3 separate regions of the Zea mays genome follow, and regions 2 and 3 are each linked to region 1. A link is a contact called in public Hi-C data. All regions are on one chromosome and are shown on one strand. Each heading gives the region's core, a stretch centred on a gene start, on an enhancer-like site or on the middle of the called end of the contact. The rest is flanking DNA. Distances are from core to core; before and after follow the strand shown.

Region 1 (3,150 bases), core at 397-2,896:
TCACTAAAATTAATATTTACCATTTAAAATTAGCTAAGGGGTGTTTGGTTCCTTTAGCCACCATTCTAAACTTCATGGACTAAACTTTAGTCCCTAAAAATCCTATTTGGAAGATCTATTTTAGTCATATTGTTTGGTATTTTAGGGATTAAAAGTGAGGTGGGAACGTAACACGCCTAAGAGGTTTAGAATAGGTCAACTAATGGATCAACTAATTATTAGTTATACCTAGAGACGGCAATGGGTAAATACCCACCGGGTATTACTACCCCATACTCATACCCACGACACAAAAATAACCCCACCGAGTCACCCATATACACTGGTGGGTATGAATTTACCCCCATACCCATACTCATGTGGGTATGGGTCACCCATCGGGTCAAACGTACCCACAAAAATTAAACATCTATCAAAATATTATACTATACAAATGTCAAGTATATCCATATAAATATCATTACAAAATTTTGTAGCATCATTTAACCATCCATTCAACACACCAAAGATAATTAGATAAAGTAGTAACACTAGGATAGTACTACATAGCACATTACATGTTTCATTACATGGTCATTAAATTGTCGTTAAGGCTTCTATGACATTATGGTCTAAAAGGTTGTTAAATAGTAAAAAAGATGGATGACTAAAGTCTAAGTTCATGCTTGGGCTAAGTTTATATTGGGTATTTTATACCTAAGGGTTAACGGGTATGGGTGAAGGCGGAACGTTCTAATACCCGTTTACCCATTGGGTGAAGATTTTTGCCCAATAACAGACCCACGAGTAGAATATTTAGCCCACATATATACTCTAATGGAGTAAATACCTATCGGGTATCGGGTCGCGGGTACCCATTGTCATCTCTAGTTATACCTCTCAAATAACAATTAGTTGTTAGATGATTTAACCTAGCTAACAATCTATTAGCTGACTACCAATTAGCTCAAGATGTTTGGAACATGACCTATAAGTGAAAATAGTGTTTGGTCAAAGAGTGAGATGACATAGCGGCTCAATTCTACCTTCAATAATAATGTTTGGTTTAGAAAAGTCCTTAACAGAGCGCCTTCAAAAAAAGATAATATGAATCACCCGCTTTCTTTATCGAACATTTTTTGCTCGCAGACCCGAACACCACCGTTCTATTTTCCAAACACAGTCATTTCATTTTCAGAAAACTGAACGTTATCATTCTGTTCAAGTTCAACTAGACTCCAAAACAAACACCATCTTAACAAAAAGCAAAAAAAAAAACACGAATCGTTCTAAGCGTTAGAGAATGAGAACCTGTACTTGCAACATCAAATTATCAGGTCATGCCAAACACCACCGTTGCGGCCTGCAGGTCACGTCAGACAAGCACCACCTCCCTCGCACGTGTCACGAGAAACGAGGTCAAACTCGGACCAAACTAACCGACACCATCCGAGCAATTAAACGTATCACTAGGGATCTAAGCGTCAATAAACTATTTATTTATTTATAATTTATCGATAAAAACCCCAGAAGATCCACCGAACTACCGAAACTTCCGCCTCGCAGCGCGCCCGCGCGTCGCCGTTGCCTCTAGCGGTCTAGCCCTCTACTACTCACCCGACCTCCCGCGCGACGCCGAACCTGCGAGCCATAACGCCACCCACCGCCTCGCCGCGCAGATCTCTGGGGCTTATCCCTACCCCCGGGCTGTGATTCTCCCGCCTCCTCACCGATGCGGACGCCGGCGATGCTCCGGTGGGCCGCGGCGCTCGCGGTCCTGCTCGCCGTCGCCGCGCCGGCCGCCGGGTTCTACCTCCCCGGCGTCGCCCCGACCGACTTCGCCAAGGTTTGTTGGGTACCTGAGGTTTTCCCTCCCATTTCGGTGCGCCTTGGAGTGGTTGTGTAACTGCTGGATCTACTGAACGGGGTGCCGGTCGGTACAGGGACTAGTATCCGCAGATCCAGCTCGAGGGTTTCGTGTGCAGTGTGCAGCGTCCCCGATTCGTTCATCCGGATCAGCTAGCATGGTTCCATGTTTGGGCTTGGGATTCACATGTTGCACCTCAATTCGCGCGCTTTTATTTGCAGCCTTTCCTTTCTATGGTTTGCTGTTGTGATCTTTGTCCTCATCTGAAAAATAACCACTAGATTTTGATGTGATCAGAGATTGTGCCTCGTGTGGAAAAGTCAACACATGTCATTTTGTATCTGTACACTATATAAGATAACGTTGAATCTGTCTTCCAGAATCCAGATGATGGTCCTGGTCCTTGATCCGAAGGTTAAGTAGAAGCCTAGACTTCTTTATCTCTCTTCTCAGAATGATGTAGCAAGGCAGCTTAGGCTATCCGCACTCCACTACCGTTTGCGCCAAACCTCTGCCGTATGAAATAGAGTAAGAAAATGCTGTAGAGAAGGACTCTATGGGTTAGGGTATAGAAGCGTACCTCCAGGTTTACGCCAAGAAGCCCGCTATCCTCCTCTTCTGTACGGAAGGAGAGAGAGAGAGGTAAATGATAGATGGTAGTTGGAAGTGAATGAATAAAATATATGATAGTTGAATATAGAGGAAATTTATAGAGTAATATGGGTGCATGAGAAGTTGATGTAGAGGAAAAAATCTTGCTGATTGCACTAGAACATTTTTTTAGAGTAAAAATATAGAGTAACAGCAGCGCGGATAGCCTTATGGAGGTGCTGAAGCTGTGCCAGACGGACTTTACACAATAGTTTAATTTGGTATCAACTCTCCTAAGTGAGGTGCTAAATCATGTAATAAGGTATTTTGTAGGGGACCACTCATGGCAAAGGAATGACATTCGCTGTGTTAATCTCCTATAAGAAAGCAGTGTCATTTTGTGAGTACTGATATGATTGCATTTTTTTGCACTTCTAATTGGCCCACAGGGTGGTCCGCTTCCAGTGAAGGTGAATAAGTTGACATCTATCAAGACTCAACTCCCGTATACATATTACTCCCTTCCATTCTGCAAGCCAGATGCCATAGTTGACAGTGCCGAAAATCTCGGGGAGGTTCTTCGTGGCGATCGCATTGAGAACTCTCCTTATGTGGTTAGTACCATATATAACATAACAGATTAATTGAGGTTTCGTCCTCGGGTAAGTGTGTGGCGTAATTTTTTTCTTTCTGATTGTTATTTGGGGTATAGT
Region 2 (3,150 bases), core at 260-2,759, 200 kb before region 1:
TAGCGCTTCAGATTCTAAGCTAATGTTGCTGCTGTTTTTTTACTATTGCTAGCGTTCTACTACTATTTGCCTCCTCAGATAGTCAGATCAGTTAGTTGGCTGCTACACCGCAGCTTGGCACAAGTTGAACAATTTAACAACAGTGACCTACCGAAAATTACACAGGTAGGCCGTCGGTAAATGGCTGTATATCATTTGGCAGTATTGTTGGACCACATATATTCCATTTGCTTTCAGAAACTAAACCACACACACTAGAGGTTAAAATCCAAAAGCAAGGTTGAATTTACAGAACACGAGCTGGCTGTAGGTATAAATTCTATCAACATAGGGTCTAATGGGAATACCTACAATTCTATAAAATTTGAAATTCCCAATCTAATGGGTGGACTGTTATTCTCCCCCCTCCATCGTTTAGCGCTTGTGACCATGTAACATTATATTCTGAGCCCTTTCCAACAGTGCGGCCTTTAACTTGAACTCATTTCTACTAGGACTCGGATTAAATTTACGTATAATCAAGGACGTACCCATATTCACCAACATATTACCTTCTGTGTGCGATCTTATCCTACTTGTTAAGGAATGATTCGACAGTCTTCAACCACCGGAGCAGCTCCATCTTCTCCTTGTTTGCCATGTAGTCGTGCAAGAATCCGGCGAGCTCGGCGTCCACCTCCCTCTCCTTCAAGAACTTCGTCACCGCTTCCCTCTCCTCGCCCCCCAGTTTCCTGCGAACCGGATCACACAGCCCTCAGGAAGCGAACGAATAAACTGCGGGACACACAGCTCGCAGCGCCACACAGTAATCCATACTCGAAATCGCGCCCACCACGACGACCACCACTGCTGCCACCGCCAGCTGCGAGCGTGAGCACGTGGCGGACGGCGAGGTCGTCGGGCCAGGCGGAGCAGACGAAGCCGAGGACGCGGTCGCCCCGGGCGACCTCGACGATGAGGCTGAGGTGGAGGCGGGGCCCGCGCTCGAGCGACTCCACGCGGCGGAAGAGGGGCGCGTCGTCCGGGACAGGCTCCGCAGCGCCGTCGAACATGGTGGCCTCGACCTTCACCTCCTCGCCTCCCCCTCCCGCGCTGGCGCGGAGGCGCACCCACTGCTCCCCCGGGCGGTCCTCCACGGCGAACGACTTGAAGCTACTCGGCGGCTGCACGAAGAGGAGGAAACCATGAGGGTTTTGCTGAGAACGTGAGGCGCAGCGGGGAAGGCGGAGGGAAGGAATACCGCCTTACCACGTGGGGAGGGCGGCGCTCCGCGAGGTAGGTGATCTCGGAGCGGAGGTGGCGGAGAAGACGGTGGTCTAGTGGGGAGCGCAGAGGCACGACGACGGAGGATGAGGAGGAAGTGGAAGCGAAGGCGGCGGCAACTCGGGGGGTCGCGTGGGTGCCGGCGGCGGTGAGGGAGAACGCGCGGCGGAGGAAGGTGCACGCCATGTGTTCGACGCTTGGCCTCTGCAGGGTGCGGTCCAATGTCCTCAAACTCACTATGATAGATGTGACGATTTTGTTTCGGCTTTTTTTTAACCTCTGCCCACCAGAAGCTACTGAAGTCGTCTAACTTTTAGCTCGTTGCCGGTTACCATAATTACGGGTATTTAGATCATAATCGTAAAATCTCTAGCTTGAGTAAAAAGGGTTCATAAACAAAACACGCTTCCGATCTTACCAAGATACGAGAGCCCTAAGTCATGCCTCGCTCGAGACTATCCCCGAGCGAGGGACCCGAGTCCGAATTTTTTGTATTTTAGCCCTTAAACAGAAGTAAAATCACGTTTAGACCTAAAAAAATTTTAAATGCAGTTTTGGACCCTTTGCTCGGCGCCATAGCCTATGGCGCCGAGCTAACACAGCTCGGCGCCATAGGCTATGGCGCCGAGCTAACACAGCTCGGCGCCATAGGCTATGGCGCCGAGGTCGTGTTGCGTTGGCAGCGTCTTGACGCGTGGCGTCGACGTGGAACCGAGCTCGGCGCCACAGATCTTGGCGCCGAGCTCGGTTGTGTTATTAAAATATTTGTTGCAGACATGAGCACAAAGCCCATCTAGCCCACTTGGTAGAGCACAAGGTTTCTAACCATGTGGTCGTGGGTTAAAACCTCATTGTTTGCATTTTTTTGTTTTTTTTTTGTTTATGTCGTTGGTGTGTCCGCTTAAATTTATTTCTCGCCTAGATTTTTTTTATCTTTGTTTTGTCACTGAAGTCAGTTCAGCTTATATAATTTACCTATACTTACACTGAAGTTGCCACAGACCTATTCTTGATCTCAACCTGGGGGTACATCTAATGTAGTATCCAAAAAATTTAACACGCACTTTACAGATAATTGATGGCGGTGTAGAACTTCTGGAGTTAAAACAAAGAGAATGGGATTTGCGCGCTGACTTGCAAGCATCGGCTATTCTTTAGCCTCCAGCAAATGATTCATGACCAGGCGGAGGCTCCTTAGCTGCTTCTAGATTTGAGCGTGTTACTGAGCCTGCAATAATAGCCAACCATAAGTTGCTTCCTCCAATAATGTCTCCAGCTCTCTCATCACGTAAATGCAAAAGGCGTGTTTTTTTTGTAATTAATACATAGAACTGCATCTTGATCGACGGACAGTACAGCCACTACTTGATAATGTATGAAGAACTATTTTAACTGATGATACAAATGGTTTATTAAAGACATTCATCCACTTGTCATATCTTGCAGAAACATCGCTTAGGACATGAAAATTTGACCCCACTTACCAGTCCAAACCTTCGAAGAGCCCCTCTCCCTTTATTGCAGATGTTTTGAAAATCGCCCATTGGCGGCTCTTAATTTTGTGTAGTTCTAATGACTCTGTAATGGCAGCATCATCGAGTGCACCTGGAAGATAAACAAAAATCTAGGCGAGAAATAAATTTAAGCGGACACACCAACGACATAAACAAAAAAAAAACAAAAAAAATGCAAACTATGGGGCTTGAACCCACGACCACATGGTTAGAAGCCTTGTGCTCTACCAAGTGGGCTAGATGGGCTTTGTGCTCATGTCCGCAACAAATATTTTAATAACACAACCGAGCTCGGCGCCAAGATTTGTGGCGCCGAGCTCGGTTCCACGTCGACGCCACGCGTCTGGGGTGTGCCAACGCAACACGACCTCAG
Region 3 (3,150 bases), core at 193-2,692, 170 kb before region 1:
TTCGATATTTTTCTAGTAGCATTGTGTTTATCATCATTAGTATGTCTTGGACTAATCTATTTGTTTTAGTAGCTCAAAATATCCACATGTATATACATATACATAGAAAAGGGGTTGCTCATGACTACATATGTTTTAAGGACATACCTAACATCGTACAAAATACATTAACGGTATTAAACATAAGGATGTTGAAAGCATCAGTTTTCTGATACCGCTGCGGAGACGTTTTTGGAAAGCACTCTTTCCTCTCTTTTTTCATGCTTTTTAAAAGGAAAAAAAAAACAGCATCCACCGCAAAAGAATCGAACGGTTTCTATTTTAAGGATGACGTGGCCCTTCGTGGTGACGGCTAGCTGCAGGACTTTAATATATAATAATAAAATAAAATAGAGGAATTTGGATCTGTATTATTAAAAGATTACAACTTTAGATATATAGCTGCAGGATCTTATTTATATGTGGGGTTCACATGAGATAGAATCCTTACGGGCAAAATGGGATTGGTGTGACCAGTTACTCAGAAACAGGGATTGAATTTCACGATACTATTTTAGTACTTAAAAATCATTATAGTACGTATCATATTGGTCACATGAATATATTAATTTAAGTTGGTCGTTGGGAAAAATGCCGAACCACTTCCAAATTCCAATCATCCGTGTACGGCCATGGCAAATTATTCTTCTGCGGAATGTTTCAGGGTCCTTTTCTTTTCTTTCTGGCAGGTGCTCTGCCTTTGCATTAAAGTGGACACCGAGAAAACAGTACAATTTTGTTTCTTTTAAAAAAAAAGCAGTACAATTCTACGCTATTGCCGTAAAATGTTTCAGTGTCTGCTTAGTGGGTTTCATTGAAATAAGAAAAGGTTCCGAAAAGAGTGTGTGTGTACTCAAATCGCAATTCTCATGCCACTGAAAAGAGCATCCAGTTCTACAGGGTACCAACCAAGGCAACTCAAAAAGAAGAAGAAGGAAGAAACAAAAAATAAAGCACCCTAGAAACTGCTGGATGTACCCATTCTGCAGAACCCAACTGTCTTTGAGGCTTTTGATTGAGCATGTTGCTTAGAAACTGCGGGGAAACGGCAACCAGCGAGACGATCAAGTTGAATTCCCAAATCACTCAGAGCGGAGCCCTGGTTTCGGGAGCCAGGTACGCGCGAAACTGTACTGGATGAAGGTTGGAGGCGATACGAGAATTCAACCCTAGAAAAGAAGGGAACGGACTGGTTTTGTCCTGGGAGGAATCGAAGAGAGGAGACGAGTCAAGAATCAGACCTGGGGATGGGACTCGGATGGCGTGGTGGTGGTGGCCGTCGCCTTCCTTGTCCATGTTCCACTGCCTGCAAGTCTGCAACACCCTGGCGTTGGAGAATTGGAGTGGACACTCGGAAGCTCCACTCCACCAGCTGGGAGTCCCACAATCCTACGACGCAGGCAGTTCTGCCTCTCATGTAGAACCTGTAGTTGAGAATTGGAGATGGTTGGTGGACGTGCGCATATCCGTGCACAGACGGGCGGGCCCTGTTGTGGGCCCTTGTGCCTACACGCACGCGCTCCTGAACCTGAGTAACCTACTGATGACTATACAGATAGATACGTGTATATCTTTTTATATCGTATACGGATCTTTTTTTATGATATATCACCAATTAAATTAGCAGTCTTTAAAGATATATAGAAAAATAAATATATTTTTGTTAGTTTCTTGAACTGTATTTCAAGCTGCTATAATCAATTTTTAATATCTTACATCTAGTTGTTGTCGCTAGTATATATAACATAGATCTCTATGGTGAGCATACTTCGATGTCCATGTATACATAAACATGGTAGTCAAAATCACTTTCGATATTCCATACATATTCATTTTATGGCATGGTCTTTTTTCGCCTCGATGTCCCTTGGTCTTACAATTAATTTCTTAGGGCTGGTTTGGTGACCACCAAATTAGCCCTTAAGAAGCTAACCATAGAGAACTTTCTCCTCTCGAGACCACAAATTCTTTTGGTTATTAGAGCGGAGTAATTAGACGTGTTCCTAGATTCGATTGTTCAAGTGCCGTAAAAGGCAATCACGTACATCGCTGATGCAAAATTCAAGAACATTCTTATCAATCCAGCATATGAGCACTAGTTGGCATAAGATCAGTAGTTGCTCAGCTTTCTCGTCAATTACATGAAAAAAACAAGTGTCGTCTTAAGTTGTCACATTGTCCACAACATCGTTAGTTTGGATGAATCTTGAAGGGAAGTTTGTGGCCACGTCCCTCACATGTGTCAAACATTAGGATGTAGTTGTCGAACACTAATAAGGGCAGTATGTCCACCCAGTGTACTTTTCTAATATGAAGGCCTATGGTGATGAGCTTGTCATTGCATGAAAGTTAGTCCAAGATGAGAAGATGATATACTGTCTGAGGCTTTAACCTTGACTATAACCCGCTCAATCTAAGCGGTCTATATGCACAAATGATGGCCTACTACATGTGCCTCGAAATTCTTCAAGAAAACTACTAGTCCTCTATGAATTTTTCATCATGGGGACGTGGCTTCAACCACAAACGTGGTTATAGAAATTGTGGTCACCACCAAGGTGGTCAAATAGTCTCCTATACGGGGATGAGTAGGCGACACCTAAAATTTAACTCAAAACAATCCAAATTCAATCCAAGGTTATGATATTATGTGCTTAAAACAAGATGTGTAAGTTCGGGTTAGTATAAGCACAATACTTGCTCAAGCTTGCTATTAAACATACTTGCTCAAGCTTGCTATTAAACATAATGCGGAACCGGACTTGGTAACACAATGGAATAGAAATTTAGTGCAAGTAAATATAAGACCAGGGAGAAAAGTGAAAATAAATTGGAAGTCAAAAATAAGGAACACACGACAAAGAAACCTACGTCTCCGTTGAGGAGTCCACTAAGGACCAGGATTCTCTCAACCCTTTCCTCACTCAAGTGATGACAAAGATCAAACTTGAGTTCCTCTTTTCTTTTCTCAAGTGAGTCCGAGTCTCGCAAGTCACTCCATAACTTGATGGCTCTTGATAGCTTTACAAATCAATGGGAGTCTGAACTCCAAAGCTCAATGATCACAACACAACTTCACAATTCAGCTCTCTCAAGTGCATAAGCTCTTCC

Evidence for each region. A called contact is a pair of places that touch in the nucleus more often than the background predicts.
Region 2: a Hi-C map of tassel shows a contact between it and region 1, with 8 times the contacts expected there. The contact joins the promoter of LOC100283937 here to the promoter of LOC100193342 in region 1. A contact is called at or near these places in 6 of 25 Hi-C or Micro-C datasets (bundle sheath, ear, endosperm and 2 more).
Region 3: a Hi-C map of leaf shows a contact between it and region 1, with 6 times the contacts expected there. The contact joins the promoter of LOC100284672 here to the promoter of LOC100193342 in region 1. A contact is called at or near these places in 7 of 25 Hi-C or Micro-C datasets (bundle sheath, ear, endosperm and 3 more) and 2 of 3 datasets of contacts at active chromatin or transcription factors (leaf and seedling).

What each region holds. Positions count from the first base shown.
Region 1 is chr2:204,932,668-204,935,817 of Zm-B73-REFERENCE-NAM-5.0, forward strand. LOC100193342 (Transmembrane 9 superfamily member 9) reads left to right here and starts at 1,647. Exons shown (of 7, transcript NM_001358712.1): 1 at 1,647-1,825; 2 at 2,887-3,051; 3 at 3,150. The coding sequence starts at 1,712.
Region 2 is chr2:204,732,457-204,735,606 of Zm-B73-REFERENCE-NAM-5.0, forward strand. LOC100283937 reads right to left here and starts at 1,510. Exons shown (of 4, transcript NM_001370564.1): 1 at 1,249-1,510; 2 at 817-1,163; 3 at 552-731. The coding sequence starts at 1,449. The coding sequence ends at 572. LOC103647649 (a long non-coding RNA gene) reads right to left here and starts at 2,946. Exons shown (of 2, transcript XR_562947.3): 1 at 2,748-2,946; 2 at 2,259-2,491.
Region 3 is chr2:204,757,893-204,761,042 of Zm-B73-REFERENCE-NAM-5.0, forward strand. It overlaps LOC100284672 (ATPUP5), which reads right to left and starts at 1,443. Exons shown (of 2, transcript NM_001157567.1): 1 at 1,281-1,443. The coding sequence starts at 1,335.